Linked DNA regions of Zea mays: regions 2 and 3 are each linked to region 1. A link is a contact called in public Hi-C and HiChIP or PLAC-seq data. All regions are on one chromosome and are shown on one strand. Each heading gives the region's core, a stretch centred on a gene start, on an enhancer-like site or on the middle of the called end of the contact. The rest is flanking DNA. Distances are from core to core; before and after follow the strand shown. Region 1 holds the start of LOC100193245 (Heparan-alpha-glucosaminide N-acetyltransferase). Region 2 holds the start of LOC100191345. Region 3 holds the start of LOC100193437 (Importin subunit alpha).

The links. Hi-C and Micro-C count contacts between places; a contact is called where the count stands out from the background. HiChIP or PLAC-seq counts read pairs in DNA pulled down with a chosen protein or histone mark.
Region 2: a Hi-C map of tassel shows a contact between it and region 1, with 2.7 times the contacts expected there. The contact joins the promoter of LOC100191345 here to the promoter of LOC100193245 in region 1. A contact is called at or near these places in 2 of 25 Hi-C or Micro-C datasets (ear and tassel).
Region 3: a contact with region 1 is called in an H3K4me3 HiChIP or PLAC-seq map of leaf, with 9 times the contacts expected there. The contact joins the promoter of LOC100193437 here to the promoter of LOC100193245 in region 1. A contact is called at or near these places in 3 of 25 Hi-C or Micro-C datasets (bundle sheath, ear and tassel) and 1 of 3 datasets of contacts at active chromatin or transcription factors (leaf).

Annotation. Positions count from the first base shown.
Region 1 is chr8:85,438,061-85,441,122 of Zm-B73-REFERENCE-NAM-5.0, reverse strand. It overlaps LOC100193245 (Heparan-alpha-glucosaminide N-acetyltransferase), which reads right to left and starts at 1,653. Exons shown (of 13, transcript NM_001138395.1): 1 at 1,422-1,653; 2 at 1,206-1,343; 3 at 487-568; 4 at 308-384; 5 at 87-193. The coding sequence starts at 1,631.
Region 2 is chr8:85,846,965-85,850,026 of Zm-B73-REFERENCE-NAM-5.0, reverse strand. LOC100191345 reads right to left here and starts at 1,561. Exons shown (of 8, transcript NM_001136779.1): 1 at 1,426-1,561; 2 at 761-873. The coding sequence starts at 1,504.
Region 3 is chr8:85,136,039-85,139,100 of Zm-B73-REFERENCE-NAM-5.0, reverse strand. LOC100193437 (Importin subunit alpha) reads left to right here and starts at 1,516. Exons shown (of 11, transcript NM_001349834.1): 1 at 1,516-1,879; 2 at 2,009-2,105; 3 at 2,911-3,002. The coding sequence starts at 1,664.

The sequences.
Region 1 (3,062 bases), core at 404-2,903:
ATTGCTGCTACAAAGTATCCAATAGCTATCCTCTACAAGTACAAGAGGCATGACAAGAATAAGAAATCCAAAGTTTCAAACATTACCACTCTATGAAGTATTTCTTCACAAATGGTACAGGTGAATCCACCAAATTATTGTTGACAAGCCAAATCTCTGACATTGCTGCTACAAAGTATCCAATAGCTATCCTCTACAAGTACAAGAGGCATGACAAGAATAAGAAATCCAAAGTTTCAAACATTACATGAATAGAAAAGAAATGAAATACACAAACTTAGATAAATAGGTTTGTTTTATTCGTCACCTGCAACACACCTAGCCATCGAATATGATCCAAATCAACACCATAAGTTAATTTGTGTCGTCCATGAATGTATCCCCCTACAAGTAAAAAAGAACATAACGATAAACTCCAACCTGATAGTAATCCCACAAAATGGGTTGATGAGAGCTACTTGGCAAAGAGCTAGCAATAAGTATAACCTTGCAAAATCACACCCAATATGAAAAGTTTTGAAGCCCGAATTGCAGCCTTCTTAGTTGCAGCTGTCTTGTTTGCCATTTTCTGCAGTCGAACATCTGCAACTGTCAGAGGTTATTTTAATAGTAATAAACGATTAGATTGTGCAGTAAGTACCAACCATCCAAGGAAGATATACAAACAAACTGTCTTCTGAGGGACAGAGCACAAAAGATGTAGAGAGCAATGTTTGTTCTCAGCAACTAAAGTGTAATGTCAAATCTACTCCTACATCATACTTCTTCATCTACAAAGTAGAACTAGCATCCCCCTTATATCTAGTGGCCATGCCTCGCATCTTTTCAATGGTAACCATATTATTGTTTTTGGCATAGGAGCAGCAAATGAAATGGTTTACAGTATTTTAAGTTGATGGCGTAGCCAAAATCAACAGATTTGACCAAGGATGTTTTCAATAATCCATTGCCCTGGAAAGCAGGATATGTCTTCAAGTCTCTAGTCTTATACTCAGAAAAAGTGTTGACTTCATTTGGCAGTCGCAGAGCTCCACAGGCCCTCTGAAATTTCCCCTTCCATTTAAGGGGCAATTGAATAGCTCAACAAATTCAGGATAATAAATCCAAAGATTCAACATTCTATACAGATTGGTTGCTTCATTCATGCTATGCTTATTAACAGAGTTCTGCAGAAGTGAGCAGTTATCAGTAATTCAGCTTACTACCTTGAATACGAGTGCGGCGGAGACGCCGATGATGAAGAGGAAGGCAGGCATGACGAAGTCCGCCACCGTAACCCCGAACCACGGCGCGTGGTTGATGCCCGGCCACGCCCCGCCGGCGTCGTCCACGAGTATCATCATCTACGCACGCAACCAGAGTCCACGCCTGAATTTTGGAGCATCCGAGCAAAAAACTAGCATGATCGAGTTTCCACTCACGGCAACGGTGAAGCCGCGGAACACGTCCAGAGAGGCCACTCTCTCCGGCTTCCGCTGCTCCTCGAGCTGCGTCGCCGCAGCATCCAGTGGAGGATGTTGACGGTTAGGGGGCTCTGTGTAGAGGTGGATCTCTTCGTTCTGGGCGAGCAGGGGGCGGCGGCAGTCGGAGTCATCATGGTCGTCGGCGATGGCGACGACGGTGGCGTCCATTTTTGGATGTTCTCGCACCGTGCGGGATAGTGTTAAACAATACGGGCAATTGTGGAGTTATTTGAATTTGTAACACTATCGTCGCGCGGCTTCGCCACTTTGTAACTCCGCAGCCGTGCTTCGCCAGTTTGGTATTATGGACGGAACACTCACGCCATTTAGGTACTGTTAATGTCCCGTCATCTGTAATCGTCCGTTTTGTTGCGCTTGTGTACAGCCGTGGACTAAAGTACCCCTACGGCGCAGAGTCTCCTTGCTGACTGCACACTCATCCGCTCTTCAGACTCGCCCGCGCCGCCGGAGACGAGTGCCGGAGACTCTGCGCCGCCGTCTGCAATGTCCGCCCTCTGCAACCCGCGTGAGCAAGGAGCTCGTGCCCGCGCCGTTTGAGCAAGGTGCTGGTGCCCGCGCCCCCGTCTGAAGAAAGAGAATCGCCCGAGCCGCCCTCTGCATCCCGCGCAACCGTCTGCGTACTGGTTCCGTTGCCCCGGCTGCATGGAGGTAGAAAACTCCGCCTACTCCCCGGATTCAACTCAAGTTTTACCGGTTATGAGCTCGGAGGCGCCCCTTCCTTGCCTTCCCACTGGTTCTCCGGTGGAAAGAGTGGATGCACCGGTCAGGACCTCGGATTTGTCGGATCCCCTAAATTTTCTTTTTAGGGAGCAACATACAATGGAGGTTTGATTCAATTTACAGTATACAACAGTTAATTGTGTTTAGTACCTGCGCCTAGTACTTCATAGGTGTATTATCCTTTGGTTTCAGGTATTAGAAATTGATTGGGGGGCAATACAGATTGATGATAGATGGGAAGAAGAAGGAGAACAACAGACTGCCTCAGAGTCAGTGCTTTATGATCGGTTAGGATTGCTAGCAGAAGATGAACGTGAAACTACTGAAAGGCAAGATGCTTTTACTAGTAGATCGTTTGGTGTCCGCGGAAGCGATGAAATAGATGATGAAACTGCTGCTTTGCCCTGCAATGATTGCATACCACAAGAAAGGGTATTTGTTTGCAACAGATCAAATCCAATAATGAAGATTGGTAGTTTGTACAAGGATATGAAAGAATTCAGGCTGGCTATGAGGCAGTATGCGATCAGTAATGAGTTCGAGTTAGGAATTGAGTCAAGCTCACCTTTCAGATATAGAGCTTACTGCAAAGGAGGTGATTGTCCATGGAGAATCAATGCAAGGCTACAGAATGCCGGGTCTCCCACAGTAGTGGTGAGTAATGTTTTATCACATATTTATTGTACTCTCGATAGTGGATGAAATTAGGAAGCTCAGAATGTTTCCTTTCTGTGTGAGGTTACAGTAATCATGGATCAGCACACATGCACATCAAGTGGTCGTCGAAAAACAACAACACCCACGAGCTCATGGGTTGCATCCCTAGCACTTCCAATCCTAACGAAGAAACCACATATG
Region 2 (3,062 bases), core at 312-2,811, 410 kb before region 1:
GACTCAAAAACATTGATGTCAACCAAGAATGCACCTAGAATTGCATTCTTTTGTGGATAGAGGTAGTAGATAAAATGTACCATACCATAGAAGATTATCAACAAGTTACGGTACAAATCTTAAAATGTTAATTTCATAAAATTACTACATTGTTCTCATAATCATCAAAAAGCTACCATTTCTGGTGCCCATTTCACAAAACTATAACACTTAAGGTACCCTTATAAGGCTATCTCCAGCAGCTTACCTAGCCTATCCCCTATATCGTTCCTTATTTCAAACTTTACTCTGTGAACAGTGTATTGCCCCAAAAATGTTTTGAGCACCTGAGCCCACTGGACAGCATCATATATTGCAACAGATTGGGGCCATTCTTTTTTTCTGCACTATGTGATGCTGGCAAGTGGGTCCAGGTTCTCAGGGCACAATGTTGCAAGTTTGTGAGAAGGGAACCCAAAGTTTTGGTAGTTTTATGAAATCGGCACTAGAAGTGGTTATTTTGTGACAACTGGGACAGGAATGTGATATTTTTGTAAAGTATACTAACTTAAAAGGAAAAATCTGGTAATAAGAACAATGAAACTATGCTGACATTCGACGTATACAAACTTAAAGCAAAGTGAGAAGCATTCATATAAAAAATGGAAATGTTCCTTTGTGCTAAACAGTTGATGATGTCAACATCAAACGTATAAATATCATAAAAAAGCATACAACATCAAAGGTAATTTGCATGTAGCAATGTAGGGAGTAAACAAACCCTTTTAAATCCAGGTTCCATGCTACCAGAGAGAACCACTACAACTGGTGACTCGCTCCCTGTGAAAACTATCAACCCCTTCCATATGATTAATGCAGAGGTAACAATCATACCTGCAAAGAGAAAAATTCGAAAGTTAAAACCCTCCTCATGAGACTCATGTTGCAAATTAACAGTCAAATATCAAACCGCAGGAAAGTCCCAGTGTACAAACCTGAATTGCTATTAGCGACAACTGGAGTCTAGAGTAACCCACAAGAAACTTAATCACTTCTTCAGTGCATAAGCATCATTATAAACGCTCCAGATAATAAAAGAGGAGAAGAAGAAAAAAAAACAAAATCCAGTTCTCTAAAGCTGTCACACCCAATTCGACTACTGTTCTCATCTACGCATTTTTATGATTCTTAAGGGGGGTAGCTAAAGAGTTCAGATCATAGAACCAGATGAAGAATCAGGAGCAGTCTCCACCGATCTTACGGCAAAAACCACTGGAAATGGAAAAAAGACTTGTCCCGCTAATTAAAATCGTAGTAGACTCGCATGGCAAAGGCCTCACCACAAACCCAAGAATTATAGGGCTCCAAACGCACTACAAAGATCTCGAGGAGAAAAAAAAAACAAGCAGGGGGGAAAGAAGAGGAGGGTGCGGCAGAGAGCGTCACCGAGGCTGATGATCTGCGTGAGCAATTGGCGGATCTGCATGGAGCGGATTGACTCCATCGTGTCGCCGACGAACCCCATCTCGCTCCCTCTCCCTCGGCTTTCCGGCGGCGAAATCACGAGTCACGAACAGGATGGGAAGTGGAGGAAGAGAAATATTGATGTAACCCCGAAAGCCCAGCTGAAGCACGTTTTTTAATCCGGTACGAGTCCAATCCGACCGTCTTTATACAGTGCGTGACCGTCTTTATACGGTTCGGTTCGGGTAGAGATGACAACGGGTACAAACCCGCCGAATTTTGCTATCCCAAACCTCACTCATTAAAAAACCTATACATGTGACGATTTTGAAATTTTACCCAAACTCAAACCCATTGGGTTTGCGGGTACACACGGGTTACCCGCGGGTTTTTATCTCCAATATGCTTATTCTTTTTATAATCAATAAGTATCGTAATTGTTGGGGACTTGTTCTTAAATGCTATGAATTAAGATTAAGGCAATACAAAATGTTAAAGGTAAAAGCTCTTCGTCCTTTGAAGCACTATTTCCCTTAGCATATAATGATCTTCACACGAAGGTCATGAAAGACATACCTTCTCAGTATATGATAATGAAAGAAGAAGCATGTAAAATATAAGAAACAATATGAATAATCATATAATATTACTAACTCATCTTTTATTATATTGTCATGGATAAATAGAAATAATATAAAATTACATTTGTACCTTCGGCTTAACAGAAGGAGAAAGAACAAGTGTGATGCACGAGCGAGTACAAATCAGCGTCTACAGTACGGGGGTAGTGTTATCTATTTATAGGCACAGGGCGCAGCCTGTGTGAAATTACATTTATACCCTTTACAAAAAGATTACAATCATGACACAAACTATCATGAGTCAATCTGTCTTTTCATCTTTAAGTCGGTGCAACCCTTCGTCTTAGACATGTCGTTATGCCGAAGTTCCCTGTAAGGTAGCTTCGGCGTTATTTCCGTGCTGATCTTCCGAAGGTGTTTCTTCTTACAGGACCTTCGGCTACGAAGCAGACCCCCAACAGTAGCCCTTCGTGGTGCTAGATCGTTTTTCGTAACGAGCTTGATCCGTGAAAAATTGTCCTAGGCTTCGGAATGCCGAAGGTCTGAAAAACACCTTCCCTGAGCTCGTTACCGAGAAACGATTAAAATAATCTGAGCGCGGGGTGGTCCCACCATGCAGCGGGTATGCACGATCTGCCGATTCATCTCGCACGCACCGTGGTCCACCGTTCAGTGAGTGCGAGTGACTGTTGAGCGGGTACGGGCGACTTGACGATTCACCTTCACACCTGCAGCACTATATAAACAGACGGGTATGTGTGAAGTTACCACAGCATTCATTGTCATTGTACTGTTGTGCTGCTGAAAAATTTAACCATAGCCGAAGCTTTCTCATTGCATTCTCAAGGAAAGCATCGTTTTGATCTAGCTTCGTCATAAGAGAGAGCTTCGTCACAACCATAAAAATCATCAACATTCGTAAGAACTGCAAGGAATTCAGCACCTGATGGCCAGAGTTCGTTCAACTGCTAGGGTGACTCGTGACGGAGAGAAGGCCGAAGCCACATAGACTGCCCCGATCTCTGAAGTGATGAAACA
Region 3 (3,062 bases), core at 267-2,766, 300 kb after region 1:
GGGCACAAAGGACCAGATCCTGCAAATCCAGATGTGTTGTGCAGCCAAAAGGCAATAGATCGTGTGGTGAGTGTTTGGAAATGTTTGCTAGGTTCTGTTTATATGGATGTTTGTATGTAAGATTGCATTGTTCTTTTGTATGAGGCTGCATATGGCGAGGCGATGTCTAGTCAGCACATACCAGGCTATGATTGGAGCCAAGGTTAGGGTGCAGAGTGGCATGGCAATAGAGGGAACAACATCGTTCTGAAGTCGATGGCGAGTGGTTGCGTCCCAATTGGCCTGGACAGTGGTGGCCGCATCTGATGCATGATGACGTGCGTCATCATCATCTTCCTGCACACGGCAGTGGAGGATAGCAGCGTGCAACTCGACGACGTTGACATCGGCCGCAGGAGCAGCGCTACTGTCAGCCATGGGTGGAGCTAGGAGCGAAAGGTGTAGGATCAGTGTTGGGGCCTCTATTGCCGAATGTCCTTAAGTGCTACATTACATATTTATATGCTAAAACATTGTTTTAGGTGCTACCCAAGGAATGATGAAGCTAACCTTTGTCCAAGTTGAGAGCTAAATTGGAGGCAAAGCATTGAAGCTTTACTTTCGAAGGGATAACATACGAACGAAGCCGAATAGAGAGACTTCGTCTTGGTGTCATCAATATACGAAGCAAGCGAAGAAGAAAAGGTTCCAAAAGCCCGACCAACGCAACAGATGCAAGAAAAGACATCTATGCCCCCACGAATGTCATAGATCATGTAAATAGGGCTTATGGGTATACTTGTAATTTCATACAAAGTTATACCTTACTACTATAAATATAGGAGCAGTACCATGCATTAGGGACACAATAGAACGAGGTATTCTGAAACCGCTCTATATTCAAAGGTGTTTTTACTGCCTTCAAACTCCTTTTTGTAAGGCTGAAGTTATAATTGTAATCATCTATGTTTATAAAAAGATGAAGAAGAGTAATATATCTGTAACGAATTATTTATTACATCTCTACGCTTGTATTTCTTCATCTTTTGTTTGTCTTTATAACCTTCGTCCTTTAATTAATCTCTTTAAAAAATTAATTAAATGGTGAAGAAATGGTTGATTCATTTGTGTTGTCTTGTTTTTTATTTCTTCAAAGTGTCAAAAACAAGTGAACAAAAAAAATCGATAGGTTGATACAAGGAAAGACAAAGGGATTTTGGGTGGTATTGTCCTTGATTGATTCCTGGTGTTGATTACAGAACATATAGCTAAAACCTCTATCCAAATATGGTAACAAATTGGGAGAGCACTTAAGATTACAGGAACAATCAAAAGATTATACCAATCATATTAAGATTGGAGGACTAAGAAAAGGAGAATCTAAATCCTAAGAGCTAGTTTGAGTTTTTTGACAGCTCTCTACGGACGTTCGCACACGCAGCAACCCTCGTTGCCATTTTTTCTCCGCGTCCTCTGTGCCCCAGGTAGCGATGCTGCCTTTATAAACCTCCACCTCCAACTCACTCGTATCTCCCTTCCGTTCCCCAATTCGAAATCGAATCGGGTCCGACGGGTCGGTCTTGCCGTGCGTGCGTGGCTGCGCGAGCGACTCGACTGCACCCCCGCTCCTCCCAGTCCCCACACACTGCGCGCCGCCGCCGGGTCCTCCTAGGGTTTCGCCGCGATGTCGCTCCGGCCGAGCGAGCGGGAGCAGATGCGGAAGGGCAACTACAAGCAGACGGTAGACGCGGAGGAGAGCCGCCGCCGCCGCGAGGGCCAGATGGTGGACATCCGCAAGGCCAAGCGCGAGGAAAGCCTCCAGAAGAAGCGCCGCGATGGGTTTCCCGCCTCCGCCGCCGGTGTGCCGCCGATGGGCCACTCCACCGCGCTCCAGCAGAAGGTGCGGTGCCCCCCTCCCTCGCTCTTCCTGGCCCCGATCTGATCCGCTCTCTGCGTTAGGGTATGGGTGACGGGGTGGCACTCGATCTGCCGGGTTCGGATCTGATTTTCTTGTTGTCGGTTTATGCAGCTCGATGGCTTGCCGGCGATGGTGCAGGCCGTCCACTCCAACGACCCCTCCGTGCAGCTTGAGGCCACCACACAGTTCAGGAAGCTGCTTTCTATAGGTGAGATTGGGATCTTATGTGCAGTTAGCATTCCGGATGGATAGAGTTTAGGGGTTGAGATTTGGGCCATGCTCGAGGTATTAGGCCATACCCAAACGTGAGGGTATGGTCAGTTGTAGCTGTTTCAGGTAATTGTCGTATACAGGACTTGACTTGTGGATTGCGAGCTATCAAAATTAGTCGTTGCACCCTCTCATTTTCTGATGGTCAGTTGTAGCTGTTTCAGGTAATTGTCGTATACAGGACTTGACTTGTGGATTGCGAGCTATCAAAATTAGTCGTTGCACCCTCTCATTTTCTGATTACTTAATTTACTGTCTCCTCAGAAAAAAACAAACCCTATCCTATGGCCTCTGCAACGTGCGTATGACCATGTATGCCCAAAAGTTCGGATAAAAGTTATACTCCTGAAAGCATTTGATTTCATGAACCACTATTCCATTTTTTCCAGTAGTGTTCTGCTTGCAGCTGGGGCAATTATCATTGCATCCATGTGTGTGTTTGCGCATGCGTGTGTGTGTTATACATTGTTTTATTGTCTTAAAAAGGTCATGCAGACTATGTGTGTGTTTGCGCATGAGTGTGTGTGTTATACATTGTTTTATTGTCTTAAAAAGGTCATGGAGAGTCTGCGTACCTCTTTTCATATTCTTGTACATCGTAGATAGAAGCTTTGATATCTTGTGGGATTTTTGTATTTGTTGGTGAATCCAGATGAGTGCATGGTACTTCTTTCTTAATTCCCACAACTTTATGTGAAAGTTAAGTAGTAACTTGCTGATTGAGTTTCCATAAATTTCTCTAGAGCGTAGTCCCCCAATCGAAGAGGTGATCAGCACAGGAGTGGTGCCGCGATTCATTGAGTTTCTTACACGTGAGGACCATCCCCAACTCCAGGTCTGGGAACAGTAGCACTGATCAATTATATGGTTTTACTTTATTTTCTCTCTTATTAAT